Regions from separate parts of the Gasterosteus aculeatus genome. Here region 2 is linked to region 1. Evidence: chromatin contacts called from public Hi-C data. All regions are on one chromosome and are shown on one strand. The core of a region is the stretch at or near the end of the contact, and the rest is flanking DNA. Distances in the headings are between cores, read along the strand shown. Region 1 overlaps LOC120828759 (rho GTPase-activating protein 6). Region 2 overlaps LOC120828759 (rho GTPase-activating protein 6).

Region 1 (7,177 bases), core at 3,206-5,705:
ACACGGGTCGTTTTGTGTTTTTGCTCACCAGACGAGGATTATTCCTAGTTCATTACTCTCCCTTTTCCTCAACGCGAATCTCGACTCCAATGACGAGCTAAGCTGAAACGCAGAACATCAGAAGCAATGGAACACACAAAAAGAAACCCATCCGCCAAAACCAAATGTACATTTGACATTTTTATAGGCATCGTCCTCCTTTCTCAGAACAGCCTCGCTTGCTCTCGCAAACCCAAAGGCCTGAACTTGTGAACCCAGCAGCTATCCGTTTTGCCTTTCCTCCCTGATTTCCTCCCTGAGTTCCCTCAAAGTGAGGAGGCTGCGTTGGAGGAACGAGACCTTGACGGTTTTGACATCTTTGGAATGCTCTCACCAAAAAATACAAACTTAAAAAGAACAAAAAAAAAAAAAGAAAAATCCACACATCGCCTTGGAGGCTTCAAGCCAAGGATTTGCAAAGTCTCACTTAATGAGAAAAAACAGCTTTCTTTTTAACTCGAAAGTGTGCAGAGCGGCTGGATTACGGTGCGTAAAGCGGGCGGATGTCATCACGCCGCTGCGAGAGCTTTTGTCAAAACACTGAAAGCGTGACGAACTGCAGGTGGACGTTCTTGGCTCGCAGCGCTCCCGACTCTGAAGCGGCTCGGTTCGACGTGGTCCTTAAAAGTCACCTTTTCAGCGTGCAGCTTACCATCATGGTATAGATGGCCTGTGTGCCATGTGCAGCATGTTCTAGTACCGTTCCTCTCCCGGGAGAAGCTCTGGATTCATGGCCGTAGGTCTGCATGGGGCTGTAGTTGGATTACGGCTCTTATTAAGTTTAACGGGCCTGGCTTTTAACACGCACGACCAGCAAACAGGCCGGAAGGATTTTTGCTTTTCATAAAAACATCTTAATTTCTCAGACATGGCAGGCTTAGTTTGTTCTGGGCATTTGTGCCATCAAGACAAATGTAATCCACTTTTGCTTCCAATGAGACGTGATGCGCGTCCTCTTATTTGTGCATGAAAAACACGATACGAGTTTGTGTCCGCTGAAAAGAACCACATGAAACAGCGGGCAGGGTTTGTTTGCCACAACTTTTTTTTTTCGGTTCCAGCCATCTCGCATGTTCTTTCTCAACAACGGAGTGAAAAACGAAGAGGCGGCCCAGAAGTAAACATTAATTTCCGCAGCCAAAATCTCTCTGTCTGGTGCACATTAAAGCTCTCGTCCAGTGAGAAAGCAGCAGTGTTGAGTTACATTCGGGTGTCTATCTGTCTGTGTGTGTGTGTGTGTGTGTGGTGGAGAGAACCCCAACATGGTGGCTGGATGACCTAATGGCCTTCACATTGTGTATGTGTGTGTTACAGTGACCCGTGTGTCCACTAAGCTCCTTTCTAGCGTGGTTTGATCACGGGCTATCGGGGGAAAGCAGCTACTAGATCCTCTCACTTCTGCCACGCTGTTTTAAATGTCTATTTTCTCATTCACGTCAATTAGTGTAACCGTGGTTAAAGTACAATCCCACCGGGTGAAACGTCTGCAACATCTCCGCTCTTTGTCTAATCTTAGATCAGTAACAGGGTTAGTCACTGTAACTAAGTCACTGTGACGTCATCCGCTGGTTTATTGTGGTTTAAGTGTTTTTTTTCGACCATCAGATTAATAGTGTCAAGCTAAGTACAAACAAAGTACCGGCCAGAAATAATCGCCCATCTCGGAGAAAGATATCAATCAAGAGATCCTATTATGGGGTTATAGACACGCTGCCTTTTCACGCCCCGTCCCCAAGACTGAAAAATATGCCCAAAAAAACAAATCTAATTTGGGGGTTTGATTTGTTCCGGCTACAGTTTTTGGCACATCTGAGTGCAGCCGAGGCCTTCAGTGAAAACCCCTCTGCGTTGTTTGTGTTGTCTTTTCTGCTCTGCCCCCGCTAAGTCCTGTGGATATTAATTACTCGGATACGCCGCAGAGCGTCTGACCTCGGTGCCACGTCTCCCCTCGCCTGCTCCTTTATTACCGAACGGGGCGGCTTCATGCTGTATTTAGTGAGGATTAACGGAATGTTCCCGCTCACACACGCACAAATTTAGGCTACTCCGAGAAGCTAAGCTGAGCGAATACCTGCGAGTGGGTCCACTTTTGGTGTGCACCTGTGAGTGTGTGTGATTTCACCTCGTCGAATCACGTCTGCTGATCAAACGTGCCTTTGAATATGTGCAAGATGAGTCCAAACAGGCCACGGTTTTGGAGCAATTGTGCATTTGCTTGTGCTGGTCTCCTTCAGTGGGGAGGTTTAAGGAATTATTTATTTGGAATTCCAGGTCAGAGCTTCATGCCGAGGGCCCCAGGGCTCCTGTTGAAAAAAAGGGTTTGCAACTACATAGTGACCCCCCCTCCCCCTCCCCCCCAACTTCCTGTCCTCTTCACCCGCCCGTCACTTTTTCTGCCTTGGTTTTGTTTTTCATCCTGTCCGTTACTGGCTTTCCTTGCCTCACTTCTCAAGACAACCTGGCTACGTTGCCTCATTCTCTGTAATCAAAATAAAAAAATAAAAACATATGACAAGAGGGATTTGAGTTTCGCCCTCCCACAGATTTGTTCTCGTTTGAAGTGACCTGCCTGAGGAGCTCAGGGGCCAAATGGGTGTCGTCTTTCACTCCACCGCGTAAAACTCGTCTTTACAGAGAGAATTGTTTATGCAGTTTCCACTGAACTAAACTAAACTCAATTTAGTCCCTAAAACTAGCCCAGAGGATGGATCCTGGCGTTCGGATGGCCTCTCAGGCCAAACTTCCATTTGTAGACAATTCACAACATCCCAGCTGGGACCCGAGGAATCTTTCATTCATTTCCAAAGGTGTCCGGAGGTCAGGGTTAGGATTAGAGGTCAGGTCGTGTTATGGTCAGGTCCTCAACGGACGTGGGCGCAGACACGCTGTACTGTCCAACCGATCAACATCTGTTTATCGCTCAAACGGACAAAATGACTGACACGCTCTTGTGAAAGCAGATCCTTGTCGGCTTTGTACGCGACTGCGGGCCCCTCGAAAGCAAAGAGCGCGGGGACCTTTCTGGCCTGCTCCAGCGGGGGAGCAAAACGGAATGAGACAGCAGGCATTTTGGATACAGCCGGAGCTCTGTTGCTATTAATAGAAAAATAGCTCAGCGGAGGAACACTCAAGTTCCAGAGGCAGGCGGGAAGAGTCATATCGGTTGCAGGTGTGTGTGTCTGTGTTGAGGATTGTGCAGTTTATATGTGTAGCTGCAGCTGCAATATGATGTGTTTTTAATCTAAGTCAGAGGTAAAGAGAAAGAGTCTGAGAAAGCTGAATGAGCGTTAGTATTCAGAGGGTCTTATCGCCACCTAGTGGACAGAAGTGAAATATCTTCTCTCATCAAAAACTAATTCACCAGAGAAATTTCAAAATATTAAAATGAAAAGGGAGTTTTTGTTCCCACTTTACCGTTCCAAGTGCATGTTGTTTCATTTCCTAACCCCAAAACAAATGCCACAATACAGTCTTGATTATGACGTTCCAAGAAATTCCTCCTTAGTGTATTATTGTCATGCAGGTAAACATACTGGCAGGTTACTGATAAGTGTACCTCCTGTGATGTACTTCACAATATGTTCGTCTAGTAGTAAGTTTTAATTTTGCTGACAACCGGCAGAAGGTCTGCCAGTACATTACTGTCATTTTTCAGTTTTCCTATTGTTAACCTAATATCAATGTCGTCTATAATGTACCAAAACACTCTATGGTGCTCTATTTTTGTATTATTTTATTGCAGCACAGCAGTATAATAATACGTGAAAATACATTGCAGTGAAAGTGCAGATTAAAATGTAATGAGATGTTCTTGCCACTAGAGAGTGGTGGCCAGCTTCTAAAAATCTCCCATTCTGGACACCCACATGCACACAAAATGATGATCAATGACACAAAAAATGTGGGTGGGCTGCATTGCGGCCCGTCACAGCTGCGCACATCTGTCTCCTCGGCCTCCCTATGTCATAAGTATCTTACAAAAACATTACAATAGCTGATACCAGCTGCATGCAGAGCATATTTTACAGCACTGGGGCCAAATAAAACTGTTTAAAATGCATTGGACATGGAGGAGAAACCCAAACAGTTTGATCCCAGGCCCTGGAATGTGTTCGCTTTAAAAGGATATTTTAACAGGCCGACATCTCGCTGCAGACCGCAAACATTTATACACGTAAACCTGATTGGAAGCGTGGTCGTTAGCAGGGCGCTCACAGCATCAGCGATGCACAGGTTTCCCCATGAAAGGTCCACTCTGTTAAAACAATTCAACCAATAAAACCTTCTGGTAAACGTGGGCACACATTGTTATCGTTACACATTTGCAAGTATTCTCATAAGACATCTCCAGTGGAGTGGAGTTGTTTGGACTGTCACCAACACCCACATAGCCACACACACACTCACATATGCCCACACACTGATCCACACGCACGCACACACACACACACACTCACAAACACAACAATGTGTGTTTGTACTGCTTTAGTGGGGGACGTCGTCACTTCCAAGCAGAGATCATATTCTCTCCTGCAGAGTACCTTCCCAGAACATTTGTCTGTGTCAGAAAGACAGTGTGTACATAATGTATTTAGTCTCCACAGACGAACAAAGCGCAATTGTCATAGACCTTTTTTTTCTAAAGGTGTTTAAAGAGAACCTTCGGACTTCTAGTCAAATGTTTAAGCACACAATTAGGATACTAAAATATGTTTATGCTACTCTCCACGTTCTCTATGGATGATTGCTAAAGCACAAAAGCGCAGCAGCCCGGTGCCAGCTCAGGAAAGGGCTTTTACCTCTCTGGACACCTGGCGTCAAGTAGGTCTTTCCCTGGAAAAATCCCACCAGCGCAGGAAATGATGCGTCCGGTTACAGAAGCCGTGGTTTGTTTGCGATCAACAAAGCAAGAAGCGGGTGGCGGTTGGCATGAGCAGCGACGGCCACCATGACTATTGCGAAAAGGCCTGGGAAGAGAGTGTCGGACTCGTACAGTTCCCAGCATAAAAAAGGCCATCATCCATGTTCATGTACATGTTTCTGCCTTTCAGGTCCCTCTGCCTAGAACCCTGATGTCACGTCACCTTTCGGCCTAATTATTCAGACTGAACACACAGCGCAAATACTTGAGCTTAGGCTGGACGTGGCAGCCCAGGTGTGGATGCCCTGCATGCGGGAGTGACACTTAAATACCCAGTGAAGCCCCTTTGCTGAATCGCCTGAAAGAGGAGAATTCTGCGGCTGTCTTTTCCAGCCCGTAGGTGACTGTGGAGATGCCTGAGCTTAAGAAGATTAACAATGAGGTGTGTCGGTCGGCTTTTCCCCGCTGAGAGCCCGAAATTTGCCTTGATTTGACTTAATTGCAGGAGGCTGCAGAGCGGCCAGGTCCAGGGCAGAGCGTGGGAAATGGGGACCCTGGTTGGAGCGGAGATATGGAAAGGGGAAAGGAGGAGGGGCGAAGAGAGTAAAAGACAGAGAAAGTAGAGGGGGAGACAGAGAATGAGGGAGCAGGAGAGGGATGGGGTGAAAACACACACACACCTGGGTTGGATTAGCTCGGGCTAGCAGGGAGGCTCCGTGTTAATGGAGATTTAATGGACTCTACCGCAGTCATACAGTGGAGGGGTGTGTGTGTGTGTGTGTCTCTCTCTCTCTGTGTGCGCTCACAATTTGTACTTTTGAATGTTTACCTGCACGTACTCATGTGTTCTGGGTTTTATGAAGTTATTAAATCTTTCCACCCGGCTCTCCGCTCGCCGCGCCATCATAACAGAACCAAACAGACGCCTGGATTTGGCTCATTGAGTGCGTTTACAGGACCACATCGGCGAGCGGGATGGTGGTAAACTCCTTGGCCTTGTCAATGCCCATGTGACATCTGACGCCATTATCCACGTTCGAGGGCCTTCAAAGTCAGACGGCGACGCATAAACACATTAAACAGTGCGCCATGAATGTGGCTGCTTTGAGAGCTCTTGTCTTGACACCTTAAAAGCTGCTGCACTCACCATCTCCAATCTCCGAAGAAGACGTGCGGATGTGAGCATAACGCAACGCCACTTGCCTTGTCCCGGATCCGGCCCTGCAAGCTCTCCTCTCTGCGGCCCGTCAGGTTCCGTCTGTCGCCACGGCGACCGCTCAACGATGTAAACACGCCACCGTACCCGACCGTACGAGCGAGAACAAAGGAAGCATCCTTTTCTCGAACGTAAGCATCAGGGGATAGTTTATATTTTCAAAGGCTCTGACGCAGTCGGTGCGAGTTTCTCGGCAATGGAAAAATCAGACACGGGGAACGTGGACTGAAATAATACGTAGAGCCGAAAGTAGCAATAATGGTGAGAGGTGCAAAACGCTCTGACCACCACTCATCCTGAGTCCTGTCATCATGGCTGTTTAACATGATGCACGGTGCCACTTACAGGGAGTATTTATGCTTTTGAATAACTAGCTGCACACGTTCAGCATTGATGAGATGTGTGACATGTAGATGTCGTTTTAACTAAATACACACGGCAGCAAACGCATATCAAGGCTCAGTGTTGAGCTCCATACAAAGAGATCGAGAAAAATTAGGAGATTAGATTCATGCCGACATCGTTAAAAAATCAAAATAAAACTCAAAATTGATTTAACCCAGCTTGGGTTAACAATGCTAACAATGCTTCTTGATTTTCTCAATCTACCTTGAGAATGTTGTGTGTGCTTTTATTGCCTTCCACCAATTCTTTGATTGACAAATGAAGCTGAACTTTAGAAGCTGCTGTGAATATTGATAACTGGCAGGTTGCTGCGCCAAACAGGAATCAGAATTGTAGATTCTCTTAGAAAGGTTATGGGATTTTCCATTCCATTTTGGGACCAAAGCACTAAATGTTTATAAACATGGCAACAAAAAGCTAATATCCATTTAACAAACTCCAACTATTCCCTTGAGCGTTGAAGGCTAGTGAATTCATTTCATACACGGATGGACAACTTCTTCCTCCCTAACACACACACACACACACACACACACACATCAGAAGGAGTGTGCACGAGGCTACAAATCAGCTGAACATGTTAGAGCAGGCACCACTTATTTCATGGTTAAAATGACCTCACAGTGTGTGTGTGTGTGTGTGTGTGTGGCAGGATA
Region 2 (7,177 bases), core at 2,214-4,713, 38 kb after region 1:
CTTGTTATTCACCAAACTATAATTAAATCTGCTGATGGCGTGGATGTTCTGCTTCCAGGTTCCCATGGCAACATGTCAGAGGGAAGCTCCCGCAGCTCGCAGGAAGGTCTTGACGGACTCCATGGCGACGGGCAGCAGCAAGCAATGCTGCGACGAACAGAGACAGCGCCCGGCGTGGGCGAGTGCCGACCCCACCCGCCGGTGGCCAGATCGTGCACCGCCCCCCACGTGGAGCCGGGACCGCCGCACGCGGCGCTCGAAGCTGACCCCCGCGCCACGCCGCACCTCAACAGCGCCAGGGGGCTCCACCGAGCGAGCGGACACGTGCCACTCAAGCCGCCCGCCAGGCTTCAAGGCGGGGGGAACGCCGGGGGGAACGCCGGGGGCAACGACAGCCGCTCGCCGCCCCCTTACGCGGCCCGCCGCCGCGTGGCCAGTTCGCACAGCTCACCTCAGCCGGCCCAGCGGCTCCCTCCGCAGCACGCCGGGCCTCGGGCCTCGGCAGCGGAGAGCCAAATGGCGTCCCAGGGCCCGGAGTGGCAGGACTGGCAGAGGGACCGGTGGCAGATCTGGCAGCTGCTGTCCTCGGAGAGTGCCGACGCGCTGCCAGAGACGCTGGTGTGACCTCAGACTGGCGGAGTTGATCGCAGCGGAGATTCTCGCGGCGTGACCCCTCCCCTCTCATTTCATCCTTTCCCCGTCAAGCCTCCGTGCTTCGCCCCGCACCCCCGGCGCCGTGCCGTTGTCGTTTACGTGTGCAGCTGCTGCCTTATACGGACTTTTACATCCAAGAGCCACTAGTATTTCTTGTTTTAAAATGGATGTTGCCTGTTTCCTCTTTTCCCGTTATGTTACGATTTGATGGCCGCCAGATATACCTCAAAAGAACTCTCTGTTCCCAACGCCTCAGAATGTCACCACGCCCTTATTTTCTATTCGCAGTGACTTCAGTCTTCATATCTCCATGGAGAAGCATTTGTTTCTTTAGTTTGTTATATTTTCCATTTATAATCTTTTACTCTTTTTTTCATCGACACTAACACGTACCCATTAGTAAGCACTGCTAAGTGTAGAATGTCTGTGTGTCTGGTGTCGCAGTTCAGCCGCTCACGTCCAAAAGTTCAAACGTTGGATTACTTTAGCGCCAGATAGCGGTTGATATATGATATGATATATGTATACACAAACATACTGAACACGCATACACACATGTATGTAAATTGCCAATCTGCCAAAAGTAAATGCCCTTTAACTGACAATCAAAATGTTGGAGTTTTCCAGACGGCTGAATTGTATTTTGTAATATTGAATGCAGAATATTTCACTTTGGGCAGAAATATTTCAACGTAAATTATAAAGTACTTGCCTGTAAGTTTGTTTAAATGTGCTTTTGCCACGAGCTGCACTGCAGGTCCACTGTGCCAAAATTGTGCCAAAGTCTCTTATTTTCAGGATATTGATCATACAGTTGTCATTTCATCCAATTGTTCATTTTGTGGAAAAAAAGAAAAAACCTTCAGTGGAAGAGCCACAAAGGCTCATTTACAACATTAGTATACTATGAATTAAAAGCCCTACTGGTTATTGTTTACTACAATGTCATGTATACCGAGGAACCAATCTTAGGTAATATGCCAAATAGTCATTTTAAATAAATCCTTTCTGGATTCAGATCCTTTCTCAGAATTTAGAGAATCTGATAAACTGTCAGGTGTCTAAATGCATCTTCTAACGAGTAATACAGTGTTTTATCGACAATTGTACAGAAAAACCCCATCCATCTGGTTGTTGAACGTATTATTTGACATACATCTGGTCACAAACTACATTTACCAAAATCAGCATGAATAGTGCTGTGAATTTCCACTAAAAATATTTTTCAAAGATATAAAAAAACTATTATAAAAAACAGCTTTACTATTACAGATTTGGGTTAAGAAGCAGTAGCTACGATGTCAACTGTCGACTGATCAGTCTGTGCTCTCGTGCTGGACTGAATGTCTTAGCCTCTCTCTAAAAAATTCCAAAAGATTTAATGACTCTGCAGAGGTCCAACTGGGTTGCCAATAAAAAAAAAGACAAAGTTTGCTACATTTCTTTTCCCCACTTCAATTCCAGTATTGTTGCTAAATCAAAACACACACCCACAACCGACCAGTCCAAATCCTCAAATGTCAGTCAAGTGGGTATTTGCTGGACAAATAGTTCACGTTTTCTCAAGCTATGGTGTAATATCTGCAGCCACGTCAGCATTGTGTGGAACCCGATGTCTTCTTTGTCTTCGTAATGCGGTAAAGCAGTGGAAGGACCCCGGCAAGGCTTTCGGCGCCACCTAGTGTCAGACCACCGTCCATCACCGTTTCCATGGGACCCCTCTGATTAAAAGCACCTTCTGTAAAGCTAGGCGGGGGGAAATAAACTTGCTGCAGGTCTCGCTCTTAAAAATGGTCTCTACGTGCATTGCTCAAGGTTCATATTTTTTGTGAATTTGTTTGTATTACTTACTGTTTTCGGTTGTGTGTTGTAATATATAACTTCAGTGTAACAATTTTTATTCAAGGAGTAAAAAAGAAATAATCCCAAATGTGCTAGCTTTGTCTTGACCTTGACCATGAAACTAAGAGAAATGTTGTTTTATTGTGGATATTTTCTGTGGTATTTACTGGGTCCAAGTTGTAATGGAATGTCTGGTAATTGCTTTTGTACCGCGTATCACCTTGCTACAATGAAATTAAATATGATAAAGTTTACACAAGTTGTTGAAGTCAATACTTCAATCATACGATACATCATTTTATATTCTTATTGTACACTGTGTAATATGCAAAGTTGCATTTTGCAATTTGAAACTCCAACTGGACGGCTCCTCAAAGCGTCGCCCTGATGGCTCTTTGAGAGAATGAGAGAAGGATGTAATTCTCAGCCCAAACCCCGACAGCAAGTCCTCTACCTTCAGCTGCAAGGACAAATGGAACAAAGACAAAAAAAAAAAAGACACTCAGCCGGAAATGTCAAAGTGAAGCAGCTTCAGAACTTCACCTCCAAAGACCCGGCAGAGAGCACGAAGCCCTTTATAACGACTGAAAAACACAGAAAGCCACTCAACAGAACAGTGGGGAAAATGTCAAGATGGTCAGATGAGTCGTCTCCACAAATAGAAGCACATGTGGCGAAAGAAGGCCAACAAAAGGGGCGGCGCGTGCCGATTAACACGACGCTGTAGTATGTTGTACAAAGGTGGATCACTTGATGTGGGCGGCGCCCGAATGGACACGCCACTCTCCACATGACAGATTTCGAGCCAGCTCAGTATTCCTAAATTGTAGAGCCCCACGTGGAGAAATGATGTCACAGTCCTGCAGGGGAACTCCAGAGAACTACAAGCAGAGGCCTCCTGGAGATTTAGAGGTAGTCCTGTGGATTTATTGTCACCCAATGTGCATTGATCAGATGTGTGCAGGAATGTTTTTACAGCTCAGACCATGTGTGACGTGTTGGTTGTGATCTCCTAGTTAAGCCACTAGAGGTCAGTAACGAGCCTCGGATGGCTTTCTGAAGCGGACACCGGGCTTGAGATCAAGGCTTCGTTGATGCCTTTGAGATCTCCAAACTCACCGCTAATTAAGAATGATCAAAACAAAACCGAGTTATGTGGACGATAAATGCATGTAGGTCTAGAATAAAGGTTTGGTGAAGCAGAGATAAAAGGGAAAAAAGCAAATGGGGGAAATAAAAAGAGGAAGATTAAAAAGACTTCATGGCTTCAATGGTTTCAATCCCCCTCGGCTCTGCCTGATAGCATATTAAATCACCTTACAGACCCCCCCAGAAAAGTGTAATTAGCTACTAGCAGACCGAAAGACACACCGGGATATGTAATTGATGAGCAATGTGTGCGTCCAACTCGGAGTGAGAGCGAGTGAGACTGACAGAACTGATAATTGAAATGGAGATGATTGGTATGAACACTTGCTTTCTGCTGGACTGAGGGAGGGGGGGGGGGGGGGGGTAATGAGAACAAAGTCCATTTAGCCGTTAGTCTCCCGAGCAGCTTCACAGAGTTCTAATCAGAACTGGATAAAACTTTAGAAAGTCATTTGAATCTTGTCTTGGATCAGGCGATGGGATTCACACAGAAAAGCCCCGGGAGTTTTGTATTAAGCTCCATTCGTCTCCCCTTTTTGTCAACTACCCCACTAAGCCCCGCCCCCAATATTTATTGGAAGAAAGCCCCTCACTCCAGGGTCCCTCCCTCACAACACCAATTAAAGCTTCTGCTGTGTACCGGTTGAAACGAGCATGTCGCGTTGGGTCAAAGGAGGTTCTGGTAAATCGTGATCAGTGAAAGCGAACAGAGGCACTTTTGTTTAAGACACTGTACACTGTGCGCGCCTCTTCTATTTCTTTTTGTCGGGTTCCTGGACGCGAGCCTGGATTTTAAAAAGAATTTTGCGGACCATGACAACAAAACAAAAGCTTCCTTATTTCAGAGGGCTAATGACTTGGCACAGAGTAACGCAACCCCCCCCTCCCCCAAAAAAGGCCATTTGCCAGAAAAAGGCACATGAGCAAATAGGTATGCGCGAGCTCATCTGCAGAGAGACACTTGTAATTGCGAGTACGAGAGTTCGCTGAATGCGATCGGCTCTTAGTGATGGAGCAGTGTGGGAAAAATATGGCAGCCAGCTGTCCTTCCACCAAGTAATGAAAGTAACAAAAAGGTTCCCCTTCACTCTGTTTACGAATGTCGTTAATGAAAAGAAGAAAAAAAAAACACTAACAGTCAGCCGCCATCCCATAATACATGTTAGAAGATTAGATTCACTGTCTGAACTTTCATAGTTGATTTGATATTTAGTTCTATCCTTAAGGTAATGATAATCAAAGGGAAAGTGCTGCTGGTGATGGGACAAATGCCATCGAAAGCCACAAAGCGGTAAACTATATATAATCAAATGTCAGTTCCATATGAGTCAAGATGACCGAGATAACAGAAATAACAGAAACAACTCTACTATGACTAAAGTGGATCGAGGCCTGCGTGTGCGGCGACGGCGCCCAGAAGATGCTTTGTTACCCCCAGTTTTTGCAGTGTTTGCATATATTCCTGTACGCTACGACTGCGGCCATGTGACCCTGTCCGACCGACCGTGGCTGATCTGCCCTCGGGAGCATTGTGGCATGCAGTAGCCATGTTCACATCCACATCAACACCCACACACAGCCTCGCTCCGCAGCTCCTACTGATGGAGAGAAGTTCAACATCCAATTGCCCATATGGGCTTGTTCTATATGTATATATAAAAAGAGTACTGACGTGTATTCACGGTGAAATCATTCAATCCAGGCAAATCTTTTCCGAGGTCATGTTTCATCTCTTCCCTGCGTCGTTGCCGCCACGTGACGGATTTAAAGATACCCAACACAGGTGCAATAAGACCACATCACAGCGGGATATTGGACAAGCTGTTTGTAGACATACAGCAAGCATTCTTGAAGCCAGATGTGAAGGACATCACACTGGCCTTGACTGTCTCTACTCCCTCTTCACCTGTGACTGCACACCTGTACACGGTTCTAATACCATTGTCAAGTATGCAGACGACACAACGGTGATTTGCCTCATCAGTGACAACGATGAGTCGGCCGACAGAGAGGAGGTCCAGCACCTGGCGGTGTGGTGCGCCGACAACAACCTGGCCCTCAACACCAAGAAGACCAAGGAGCTAATTGTGGACTTCCGGAAGAAAACTGGCACACACATCCCCATCCATATCAACGGGACGGAGGTTGAGCGTGTCGCCAGCTTCAAGTTCCTGGGTGTCCACATCTCTAAGGACCTCTCTTGGACCCTCAACACCTCATCCCTGGTAAAGAAAGCACACCAGCGTCTCTTCTTCCTGAGGAGACTGAAGAAGGCCCATCTGTCTCCTCAGATTCTAGAGAATTCCTACCGCTGTACCACAGAGAGCATCCTTACAAACTGCATCTCAGTACGGTATGGCAGCTGCTCTGTCGCGGACCGTAAATCACTGCAGAGAGTGGTGAAAACCGCCCAACGCATCACCGGTTCCTCCCTCCCCACCATTGAGGCAGAGCAAGAGATGTCTGCGGAGGGCACGCAGCTCTCACCCCAGCCACAGACTGTTTGCCCTCCTCCCCTCTGGGAGGCGCTACAGGGTGCTCCGTTCCCGGACCAGCAGGTTCAGGAACAGCTTCATCCCTGCGGCTGTCATTCTACTGAACTCTGCCCCCCCTGAACTCTGAACTCTGCCCCCCACCCCCCCACACACAGTGACTGTACTTCCCCCTCCACCCTGGCTTGACTGCCACACACACTCCTCCAGCCACTGACCATTTGCACTGTTATTGCATATCCATTTCTTACTGTTCATATCTATTTATTCACTTATTACACTTTACATATGCACATACTCTGCACTTTTTGCTATTTTGCACTCTGGTTGGATGTTAAACTGCATTTCGTTGCCTCAGTACTTGTACCCTGTGCAATGACAATAAAGTTGAATCTAATTTAATCTAATCTAATCTAATCTAATTTCACTGCGTATCGAGGTAGTCAATCAGAAATCTACATGGGTACATTATAGTTGCTGCATAAAACATTCAGATTATAAATTGCAGATGAGGAATTCACTTTCTAGTGGCTCTTACATCAGTCAGCTAAATCAGCACAGTTTAAAAACGTGTAGCGCCTTAAAAGACGAGCAACACGCTCATTTATGGACAATGAACTCCGCTGTGAGCAGAGTCCGGCGCCACGTTTTCGCGATGGTTTCTCTGTGACACCTATTTTTTCTGCACTTCCTGCGTGAAGCTTGTGAGGTCAAGTTCATTTCAAAGGAAACGGAGTTGAAGGAGAAAATTGCAGTCGGACACATCTTTGCCTTTCCACTGTCCCTGCGCTCTTTAAAGCCGCTTTGGTGATGTTTGCGGGGTCGACGTCCTGTCGCCCTCGTTCTCTTCTAATCAATGTGCAATCGGCTCCACGTCTAATTCTGAGGGCTATTAGGTGGGCAGCTTCGGTAATGGTCTGGAGCGGAGAGATGATACACTGATTGAGGCTGTTAACCTCATCTCCTTTGTTAGGAACCTTCGACGTGCGCATTATTTAAAGTCTGCGCCTAATTGCGCGTTATGAAAGGACATTAGTGGA

The links. A called contact is a pair of places that touch in the nucleus more often than the background predicts.
Region 2: a Hi-C map of whole body shows a contact between it and region 1, with 5 times the contacts expected there. The contact joins two enhancer-like sites. A contact is called at or near these places in 4 of 6 Hi-C or Micro-C datasets (skeletal muscle, tail fin and whole body).

The regions. Positions count from the first base shown.
Region 1 is chr1:24,736,411-24,743,587 of fGasAcu3.hap1.1, forward strand. The region is part of intron 1 of LOC120828759 (rho GTPase-activating protein 6); the gene reads left to right. Among protein-coding and RNA genes, the nearest start is that of LOC120828782, 6.5 kb to the left of the region's middle. Within about 2 kb of position 4,456, at least 3 of the 9 cell types and tissues checked have open chromatin away from gene starts, as enhancers often do.
Region 2 is chr1:24,775,633-24,782,809 of fGasAcu3.hap1.1, forward strand. It overlaps LOC120828759 (rho GTPase-activating protein 6), which reads left to right. Exons shown (of 14, transcript XM_040192320.2): 14 at 59-2,750. The coding sequence ends at 624. Among protein-coding and RNA genes, the nearest start is that of LOC120828768, 15 kb to the right of the region's middle. Within about 2 kb of position 3,464, at least 3 of the 9 cell types and tissues checked have open chromatin away from gene starts, as enhancers often do.